2 separate regions of the Rattus norvegicus genome follow, and region 2 is linked to region 1. Evidence: chromatin contacts called from public Hi-C data. All regions are on one chromosome and are shown on one strand. The core of a region is the stretch at or near the end of the contact, and the rest is flanking DNA. Distances in the headings are between cores, read along the strand shown.

Region 1 (5,646 bases), core at 1,714-4,213:
AAGTCTATTTTACCATGCAATGACTATCTCATGTAATTTAGTGTATAACCCTGGGTCTTACTATGCCTGCCCCAGTTTATTTATAAGCTTTTGGCCTTATAGCTAGGCATTGTTTTCTGCTAGCTTATAACTCAATTATCCCCTTTATGCTAATCTAAGTTCCCTCATGTGGCTGGTTAGTTACCCTTTTTCCTTCCCAGCCTGCTTCTTCCTCCATGTCTTTTCCAGAGTTCTTTTCTCTCTCTGGAAGTCCCATGTTACTATTCTGCTTTTTGCTATAGGCCACAAGATTTTTCTTTTAACTAGTCAGAAGGTGATGGAGAACACTGTCTACAAAATACTAAGGTAAGATAGGCTTAACGATACCAAAATCTGGCCTGGAATCAGACCTCTGCTGGTTCAGAAATCAATTGTCATTTGAATAATGCAAGGATAATCTTTACAGAGTGCACAGAAACATGACTCCACCATTATTGAATACTGTACTTGAAGTGAAAATCAATATGGTCATGTGGGTATTTGTCTCAGTTAGGGTTTTATTGCTGTGAAGAGTCACCGTGACCAAGGCAACTCTTACAAAGGAAAGCATTACAGTTTCAGAGGCTTAGTTCATCATTGTCGTGTCAGGAAGCATGGTGGCATGCAGGCAGGCATTGTGCTGGAGAAGGAGCCGACAGTTCCACATCTTGATCAACAGGCAGTAAGAGACTGTTTCACACTGGGTCTAGCCTGAGCCTATATGACATTCTCAAAGCCCACCCTCAGTAACACACTTCCTCCAATAAGGCCAAGCCCACTCCGGCCAGGCCACACCTCCTAATAGTGCCACTCCTTATGGGCCAAGCATTCACACACATGAGTCTATGGGGACCAATCCTATTCAGACCACCACAGTATTCTTTTCCATCAATTTAAAGCTGAAAAAAAAAAATCCCGTCGAGCTGTCATAGGTTGGGGAAGAAAACACCTTTCTGTCTGAAGGGTTCCACTCAACACAAAACCAAATAAAGATTTCTGAACACACCCTCCAGCTGCTCGTTGTGTTTGGGCATGCTCCCCCTTCTAGCTCATTTTGTGCTTCCTTGGCTCAGCTCTAGGTTATTAGAAAAAAAAAAAAAAAACGGGCAAGCGAATGTTGCAGGGTCTTCCAGCTAAGGAGAGGCAGTTCTAGTCCATAGCTACGCCACTGTCTCCCTGGGAATCCTCCATTCTCTCTCCATCCCCGAGCTGCATCTCGGGACTTCTGTAACATCCTTTGACCTTATCAGAACACATTCCACAGTGTGTTTTTCCCACGATGGGTAGCTGTCCACACTCACCTGCTTCTTTGCAGGGAGAGCGAGTGCGCATGTGCAGATCGTAGGACTACACAAAGGAATGGGGGTATTTAACGGAATGGATGGGCGAACAAGGGGGAAGCCAGGACTCGAGTTCTCACATTAGTTGGTGAAGTGGGAAAAGGAGAATTCTGTACTTTTTTTTTTTTTGAAGGATCACACATTTCTATTTAGGAGCAGTCTGAGTGATTAACAGTTAAATATCTAACAGAAGACAACAGCTTATTATCTCTCTAACCGTAGCTTAAGACATAGAAGGATTCCGAACGAGCAGAGAGGATCCCCGAGGCTGGCAAAGGCATTAATTATAAGAGCGAACAATTTGCATTATTTCTGAGGGAGGTGTTTACATTGCCCCGCCTTGCCCGTGGTGGCCTCTATGCAGTCTTTCATTACAAGAAGAATGAGGAAAAGTGACACAAGGGAAGGAAGAGTGTGATAAAGGCGGCATTTCCTTACATGAAGATCTCTGAAAGTGTTCTTTTAAAAAACCCCTCAACTATAAGCTAAAGGGAACATAATAGAAACTCCCATCTTCCACAGCGATGATTCAGAATCTAACACCCATTTAAATATTCAGACAGGCTTCCAGAACCCACTGCCAGTGAGGCATTGTTAACAGAAGTGAGTGCAGGGCGGAGGCTGGGGGGGGGGGTAGGTGATGACTAAGATAGACCGTTTCATAATTCAAGCGCTTGAGTTTCGTCACATTTCTTTTTCTACCGGCGACTTTGAAATCTGTACACTGTGAGAAAGGTCATTTGTAAAAAAGCTGGGAAGGAGCAGGCCTACTTTGTTCTCTGGCCTCTCCTCTTCTCTGACCACTTTAATTTAATTGGATCCTGCCTCCTGCTGATTCTAGTCGTCACTACAATAGATCGTTCTCAGTAGCAATTTGCACTGGCTTTTGATCTGAAGTGGACAGGGCTGCTAAGTGAAAACAAGGGAAAATGAGATCTGGGAGAATCTAGCAAGCCAATTTTTAAAAAAAGGTATCTATTAATATTTTTTGACAAAAGTTCAATGGACACCTTCCCCTCGACCCCAACCTGCATTCTTTAAAAATGTTACAGTTTATATTGCTCACCTCGAATATAAAATACTGGGCATCGAGAATAGACTCTGCCTCTTGGCTGGAGAACTGGTCTCCGACAGTGAGGTTGGTGTCCTTGTGTGTCACTGGTGGACTGGAAGATTCTTTATCCATAGTTACCTGCTCCAGTGAACAATTTCCCCGTGATCTTCCTTTCAAGTATATCAGGGTACAGTGCATAGGACAGAGGAGGGGCTGGCCTTATGAATTAGCATGGATTCATAGGGCCCGGGAGAAATGAGATTGGAACTGGAGGAGATACGCTTGCAGCCTAATGAGCTGCTTAGTATTCAGTGGGTGCAAGGTCACCATCTACGTTTTGTGTGTGAAAAACTTGGTAGTAGTTTTCAGTGTTAAAGACCTGGCATTTAAAACCACCCTCTACCTCTGGCTCTTCAATGAATTTTGGGCTTGCATAGTTTGTAAGGAAAAGTAGGTCTGCTAACTGAGATTCAAATCCCAAATTAATAAATGTGACTCCACGTGGCCTGTGAGAGGCAAGAAAAGAGCATTTCTTCGTTTGTTTTTTCTTTTTTCTTTTTTTTTTTTTTCGGAGCTGGGGACTGAACCCAGGGCCTTGCGCTTGCTAGGCAACCGTTCTACCACTGAGCTAAATCCCCAACCGAAAAGAGCATTTCTTAGTGTTAGCATAACCGTTAGGACTATTAGCCAACGTTATGCATATATTAACCGATAGCGTATATTAACGTCAAGAAGTTAAAGTCGAGTAAAAGGCACATTGATTTAGAACACGGTGACATTTAGGATAAAGCTGAAGTGGAAGTAATTCCATGATTGCCACAGTCACAAGCCCAAACTGCAGAGGGAAGAGAACATAGCCATGCAAGGTGCTTGTCCTAACCAGACTGTCAGAGAGTTCCCTAATTCCGGTTTGGGAATACAGCTTCGACGCTTTCTTTTGGGGGCATCATTAGGACAACAAATTCTGTATGATCGCTGGCTTTGCAGCATATAATTAGCCCCTGATGCTCCATTATCCTCTGAGTTTGGTCAAAGTCAAGCTATGTTCTCTTAATCTGTGAAACCAAGGAGCTAGGATAGAAGCTGAAGTATGAAGTCATGAAGATTAATGAGAAAAGCAATGTTTCAAAATGCTTGGAATAATTCCCTATCCATTTTAATTATTGTAACCATGGTTATTAGTAGGTGCTCCAAATGGGGAAAAAAACGTAGTGTGAAATCTTTGATGGTTATTTTTATTTTTCTTTTCATCGATTCTTTGTTTTAAAACCCTCTTTCAAGCGGCCTTGGTTATGAATGTCTGTAATCCCTGCACTCAAGAGACTGAGGATGGAGGGTAGTGACTTTGAGGCCAGCATGGGCTAAGCAGGCTGTCGGTACTTTCCTCTCCCTCTAGGGGCCGCTGTGCTTCCGGAAAGCGTGCCGGTGGCTAGGTTGCTGCGAGATCGTTGCCTGGCAACCGCTTGTACACCAGCCCCTAACCTGCTGGACTCTGGTAGACATGGCGTCCTCCAACAACTCCTCCAGCTCTTCTGAGGTATCCCCGGGCTCTGAGACATCGGTGTCGCCGGCGCAACTGCCCCCAACGCCGCCACCGACCTCCACCGCGGTTCTCAAGTCGCCCACCGAGTCCAAGTCGAGCTCCACCATCCCTCCGCACTGGACCCGCTCCGAGGACTTGCTGCCCTCTGCCGCCTTCTACGGGCCCCTGGATGGTAAAAACCCGCTCCTGGCCTCTTGCGAGAAGGAGATCCGGGAGCTGTTGGGCTTTATGAAGAAGAATAAGGCTCTAGCCACCTCAGAGGAACAGAAACACGAATTCCGTCGGAGGTGGTAAGCTGAGGCAGGGCGCTGGGGAGGGCGCCAAGAGATGCCATTGGAGGACCACGACAGGGGCGGGGCCCTGGAGACAAACTGAGCTGTGGGCATTCCCAGCTTTTAAAGCCATTAGCCCTTCCTACACGTTTCTAGTCTTCTTCTCAGGTCAGAATAAAAGTCTGCACAGAAGAGCTTCCTAACTCAGGGTTTGGTCTCAGCGTCTTTTTATGGCCTCTCTTGACTCACCCATGGGTCACAAAACAGAACAAAAGTAGACTTAAGACCAACTCTGAGAAGGTTGCCCAGATCCTTTTAGTTAGGACTCAAGTCTGTCATATTGTGAACTTGTACATTTTATTTTCTTTACATTCCGTTGGGATTACAGAAACTTCTTTTTCCTCTTAACTTGGTGGCTCTTTCTGAGCATCTGATTGATTTTTGTTTGTTTGTTTGTTAATCCAGCTTAATCCTGTGAACTAAAAACTACCTGTTTCTAAGATTTGGCTTTGTTCATGTTGCCATGTTTTCTGATCTAATGCATTTCGAAATGAGTAATTACAAGACATATAGGCAAGCGGCAAAGAAAACCAGACTGGCAGATAACTTTTCTTTCTGGTGAATATTTTAAACTACATATTTTGGCCATGCATTTAATATGAATACACGGTTTTAACTTACATTTATTATTTATTCAAACATCTTAACGATTTGCTTGAGCACCTAGTAGCTACATCTTTGAAAGGCACTTTTCTCAAAACTAGGAAGGCATCAAGTTAACAGTAAACCCCTCTTCCCCAAATCATATATTTCTGTGAGTATAATCTTGTACTAAACAAAGATGGGACACAGTATTCCCACCCCCACAGCCCCCATATCTACTCCCCTGACCCCCAGTTTCACTTACCCGTGGTCAAAGGCTATGAAAATCTTAAATGGAAAATTCCAGAAGCAAACAGTTAACATTGTTTATAGTCCCTTCTGAGCTGTCTGGTAAAATCTTGCTCTGCCCTGTTCTGACCCACCCAGGATTTGAATCACCCCTTTGTCCAGCACACTGTAGTCTTCATTGATCCATTTGTTCGTTAGCCATCTTGGTTATCAGACTGACTGTCACAGTAACTCAGGATTTGTGTTAACATCACCCGTATTTTACTTAATAATCATGAAGCCCAAGAGTAATGATGCTGGGGATGCAGATGTACCAAGGAGAAGGTGTAAATTCCTCCTGTAAGTGGAAAAAAAAAGAGTGTTTCAATAAGAAAAAGTGAAAAAATGTATGTTTGAATGACCAAGACCCACAGAACGGTTAGATGCTTCGAGAGTCACCATGTTCATGTAACTTTTTTTGTAAAGATTTGTTTATCTTATTTATATGAATACATTGTGGCTGTCTTCAGACATACCAGAAGAGGACAT
Region 2 (5,646 bases), core at 1,197-3,696, 200 kb before region 1:
TGCTATGTAACAAATGGTCCTGAGAATCCTTGGCTCACGATGGCATTTATTTTACTTCTGTGCCAGGCTTTGAGAAAATTCAGGTCAGTTTTATGTATCTCATCACTTCAAAGCCAGTATTTCACTGACTAAGCCCAACTCTCAGTGTGTTGAGGGTTATAGGGACCCATCTCAGTGTGCTGCTGGCTGCCTGGCCCCTTAAAGGAGTAAAGCCAGGACGAGAGAGGCAGGCTGAGCACTTCCCTCTCTGCAGAACCCCAAACTGGCTGGCATCTCTCTGCCTCTCCAGGAAGGCTCCTCTGAGTGACCACTAAGTTTCAAAGATATTTTAAAAACTCGTTGCCAGAAGGTTTGGCTGCAGACACCCGTGAATTTGAACCGTGTGTGGCTTATTTGGGCTCATTAGGAACTGGAGCCATAAGGCTTGCACGTCCTGCCAGGAGTCCTTCTCAGAGCTCAAGAGTTGCTGGTGTGGTTTGAAGTCAGCAGCAACGGGGCTGACTCTCACAGACCCAGTGACCACTGTGGTGAAGGGTGATCTCTTTATGGATACCCCGTTTAAAGAGTTATAAATAAAACACCCCGTGGAGATTTGTAGCGCATTCTTAGTCTGGACCTTCTATAACAGACACTGGGTGGCACCCACGGTGCTCAGAGAAACAATAGGGTTCTTCTGGCTGGGCCTGTGAGGAAGCAGGAATGAATGCTCCTTAGGGGTGACTGGGGGTTTTCATACTGCAATGGGGCTTGGGGGGAGTGTGAGGGGGGTCTGGAGGTATTGCTGACAGGATCCCAAAGCTGCTTCCTGTGGTGCTGTGGTGGAACCCAGGGCCCATGCTGGCCAAGCGCTCGCCGCTGAGCAATTCTCCTGTCCTGTAGGACCTGCCTGAAGACACAGAAAGATGTCAGGCAGTTTGAGGTCTATCAGAAGGGAATTGCCTGACTTGCTCTGGCTCCTAGGACACCTAGAAGCTGTTCAATGCAAAGCCATGAAAACAGGCACTGAGGGGGACTCACTGTAGAAAACTCCTCATGGCCACTATTCTGTCTTCCAGGCATCTTCCTCACTGTCCTTATTGTCGTCACCCTGGGCTATCCCAAACAGACCCCAATGTCTCCTTGCTATAGATGGAGTTTCCTCATCCTGTCATCCTTGTCTCCACCTCACGGCTTGACTTTTGCGTGTCTTGAGGTAGACCCCCCTAAACCCCACCTTCAGATCTTTGCTGAGCCTCCCAGACTCGGCATCCAATTCTCAGCTCCATGTATTTGCCCAGATCAAAACACCTGCAGTATTGGCTCTCACCAGCTAACCTGGAGGAAGGCATTTCCTAATTACACGGGCATTAGTAAAATCAACGGGTAAGGCTAGCAAGCTAGCTCGGCGGGTGTAAAGGTGCCTGCCAGCAAGCCTGACTACCTGAGTTCAATCCCCAGGACTCAGTGGAAGAAAATGGACCGCTTACAAGTTGTCCTCCGACTTTCACACACAAGCCATGTTTTGTATGGGTGCACACACACACACACACACACACGCAATAAATAAGTGTAATAGAACAAAGGGGTAATTTCTTCCAAATATATTCAAGCGATCAAAATTCAGATCATGACAGTCCAGCGATCCCACTTGACCTGCTTTCATATGAAAAAGCGGGAGTCCACTGGACTCTAAAAAGTAGCGAGTACTATGTTAGGAGGAAGGAATAGCAGAGTTTGTGCTACAGGCAAAGGAGAAAGATAGCATTGTTTTATGGGATTTCCTCTCCTGGTTGGGAAAAACACTTCCTGTCAGTGTGCTTGAGACCGTGGGGCTTGGGCGACTACACAAGTGCCTGGGAAATTGACCGTCTCTTCCTTCAGTTGGCAACAACTGATTGTTTAACCAGCATCTACTGACTGGATGTCTGCTTTATGCAAACACTGTCCTGGGACCTGAGAACATTGACAGTGCAAAGAATAACTGAGTTCCCCTCCCTGCAATGCAAGGCTGGCTGGGTAGGGTGAAAGGACAGTTCAACCAAGGGGGGGTTATGGCTTCATGACCCCAGGCCCCTGCGTGACTTCACTTAGCCCTAGCAGATGCTCATGGCCACATTCCAGCAAGTGATGGCTAGATGCAGTTGATGTGATGGGCGGGAATAGAGGAAGCTAGCCATTCCTTTAGTCAGTTTATTCCAGTAGCTCCCAGCACAGGGAGGTCTCTGCGGGTTTGTGATTAGGGAGTTTCAGGACTCCAGGGCACTGCCATCACGTTCCTGGATCGAAGCTGCTTGTAAACTTGCGACCAGAAAGCCTGTGTGTGACTTGGTAGTCCGTTGGGATGGGGGGAGGAAAGTCCTCTCTCTGTCTTATGCTCTGTGGAACAGAGCCATGGAGCAGAGCCCCACACAGCCCCTGGCCTGCAGACCCGAGCTCTGACCTGCCTGCCTCCTGCCCCCCCTCCCAGGTATGGAGAGTGCAATCACCCTGTGGCAGTTCCTTTTGCACTTGCTGCTGGACCAGAAACATGAGCACCTCATCTGCTGGACGTCTAACGATGGCGAGTTCAAACTCCTCAAGGCTGAAGAAGTGGCCAAACTGTGGGGCCTCCGCAAGAACAAGACAAACATGAACTACGACAAGCTGAGCAGGGCTCTGAGATACTATTACGACAAGGTAAAGCAAGCCTTGGCGGCCTGTGCAGGGGAGGGGGAGGGAGGGGCCTCCTGTCTTAGTTCATCGAGGAGGCCAGATGTGCTTGTGCTGTGCATCCAATCAGAAAACAGAAGCAGTGACTAGGAGGCAGCACGGTTAGTGAACTTAATCTCTGGAACCCACGACAAAGGCAGGGTGTGGTGGAATACGCTTGGTACCCCGGAGCCAGACAAGTGGAGACAGGAGGATCCCGGGGACTCACTGGCCAGTCAGCCTTGCCTAATTGCCAAGCCCTGGGCCAGGTAGAGACTCTGTTTCACGAAAAGGCTGACATGGGGAACCTGGTGAATGCTGACTGAGGTTGTCCCCTGGCTTCTCTGTGCACGTGCCAGCGCGTGAACATGTGTACAAACGACTCGCAGAGAACACGAGATAAGGTTGGCGATCTATAGCTTGAATTCTGAGGGAACCCTTGGTATGTTCCTCGGGCTCAGTTCTTGTATCCTCCCTCCCCCTTCCTTTCATATGTCATTTGGTGAAGGTGGGCATTGGGCTGCCCGCAGGTCTAAGATGTCAACTGCCTCTGGAGACAATAAGAATTACAGTCTGAGCCGGGGCATGGTGGTGGACGCCTTTAATCCTAGCACTGGGAAGGCAGAGGCAGGTGAATCTCTGAGTTCAAGGTCAGCCTGGTCTGCAGAGTGAGTTCCAGGACAGCCAGGGCTACACTGAGAAAAAAACAAAACAAAACAAAACAAAACAAAAAAACAAAAAAACAAGAAACAAAACAAACAATCAAAAAATAATTACAGTCTAAAAGTCTGTCTTTCTTTCTGGTCAAGAGTTAAGTCAGAGAGGCCTTTCCAGGGAAATGGTAATTTGGGGGACCACATTCATCCCCTGAGTGCTGGGTATTATGTTCTGGGGCCTTGTGCATGCTGGGCAAGCTCTCTAATACTGAGTTATACTTTCGGCCCCGGACACAGTACTGCTGTGAGGGATCTGGTACCTCGGCATCCCTGTTTGTGAAACAGAAAACAGCAGTTCTACAGTCAGGGTCTCTGGGAGGATTCGCTGAGCTTCTGCATGCTAAGTCCTTAGATCTGTGCTTGGTGCGTGACATTTGGCTGGTTATTAACTTCCCGAATTAGAAGCAAAGCCAGTCTCATTTTTTCATCATGGAGGTGAGGGACAGAGTGCTACAACTATATAACTATATAATTATATAACTATATATACATATACATATCATATATACATACATAAAACACACACATGTATATGTATATATAATGTATATATATAATGTATATGGGTGTTTCACTTGCATATGTATGTGTAACATGCATGCAGTACCCATGGAGGCCAGAAGATGGCGGTGGCCCTCCTAAGACTGGAATTGCAGCAGTTGTGAGCTGCCATGTGGGAGCTGGGAATTGAACTGGGTCTTCTGGAAGAGCAGCCAGTGCTCTTAACCATTAAGCTGTCTCCCCAGCTCCTAGAGTGTTTTTTAAAGGTGAATCAGAGCAAGGACAATTGGCATGAGTTAATTCAAGTTAGTATGCTTGGTAGGGCAAACTTCGTTCGGTGTAGGTTAAATATATCAGACCCGTAATTATTGGCCATTACTGTTTGAACCTATGCTTGCTGACTGTTTAACCCGACGGACAAAAGGGCTCAGAATCCTAGAAACTGAAGTGAGCTTTTGTTCTGGGTTCACTACTCTTATGGAAAGGTGAGTTTTAAAGTGATTTAAACATTGGTTCCGGATCTATATTTAGTGCCTTCTGTCTGCAAACCTCTTTGGAATTGAGGACAGAAGGATTACATGTTTCAGGAAGTGAAGACGTCATTAATTATAAAGGGCTCCTTTCTGTGCTTCTAATTGCATCTGATTATGTCATTGGAGCGCTAAAGGTGCTTCCCATTAACACAGCAATTAATTAATCCTGACTTAATGCAGTCCTACGAAGATGTAAAGGCACTTCTCAGCTAATTACACTGTCCAGAAGCCAAGCAGATGGCATGTCGCTTTGCATTTTCCCCAAGTTCTGTGTTCTGCCCTGAGAATCGGGGGCCGGCAGGAAAGCAGTCTGCCTCGCCCATTGGCAGAGAGCCCGGAAACTTGGCCTTTCTATTGTTTTAAATCAGGTGTCAAAGAAAGAGGGCTTGCCTCTGTGCCTGGGACTAGAGTCACCTCTTCAAGTCCTGGGCATTGAACCTGAGCTCGTGTCCTATCAGCATGAAGGGATCTGTGTCCTGGAATGGGGATCGATTGTTAGTGGCTGACAGCCATTGTTTGGACAAACACGTGTGCTCCCTAGACTGAACAGTTTCAGGTTGGACAGACGGACAGTAAGGTGCATCCCCGGCAAGCAGAGGGCTCTGATCTCATGGAACCCCTGGAGGAAGGCTGGGCACAATGGTTCAGGATTCCACTGCTGAGAAAGCAGAGAGAGGTAGGTCCTCAGGGCTCACTGATCAGCTAGCCTAGCCTAATAGGTGGGCTCCAGGCCAAAGAGAGACCCTGCCACAAAGGACGTTCCTATCACAAAGGCATTCCTAAGGATGCCACCTGAAGTCCTCTGGCCTCTGCATGCATGTGCACACTTGTACAAATATACACAAATATACATATACTCTGTGTGTGTGTGTGTGTGTGTGTATGTGCACATGCATGGTCATATATATATATATATATATACATATATATATGTATATGGACACATAGAAGCACACACATAAACACAGAAATGCAATATACATACTCACAAACATACCTACATGTGCACACATGTACACACACAAGTTCACATACACTGACAAGTACACACGTATGCACACAAACACATGTATATGCAAGTACAATATACATATACACAAACACGCACACCTACACACAAGTGTAATTCATAATACACAAACATGTGCATGCCCACACACATTTTTTTTAAAGTAGTTTTGTAGCCATCTGTCTGTTAGGAGCTTAATGCCCTGTCCAAAGCACTTCCT

What was found. A called contact is a pair of places that touch in the nucleus more often than the background predicts.
Region 2: a contact with region 1 is called in a Hi-C map of kidney, with 4 times the contacts expected there. The contact joins the promoter of Elk3 here to the promoter of Cfap54 in region 1. A contact is called at or near these places in 7 of 12 Hi-C or Micro-C datasets (the A7r5 cell line, the Rat2 cell line, Schwann cells and 4 more).

Annotation. Positions count from the first base shown.
Region 1 is chr7:29,486,868-29,492,513 of GRCr8, reverse strand. Cfap54 (cilia and flagella associated protein 54) reads left to right here and starts at 2,963. Exons shown (of 67, transcript XM_063264407.1): 1 at 2,963-4,245. The coding sequence starts at 3,914.
Region 2 is chr7:29,687,967-29,693,612 of GRCr8, reverse strand. Elk3 (ETS transcription factor ELK3) reads left to right here and starts at 2,446. Exons shown (of 4, transcript NM_001108743.1): 1 at 2,446-2,655. The coding sequence starts at 2,449.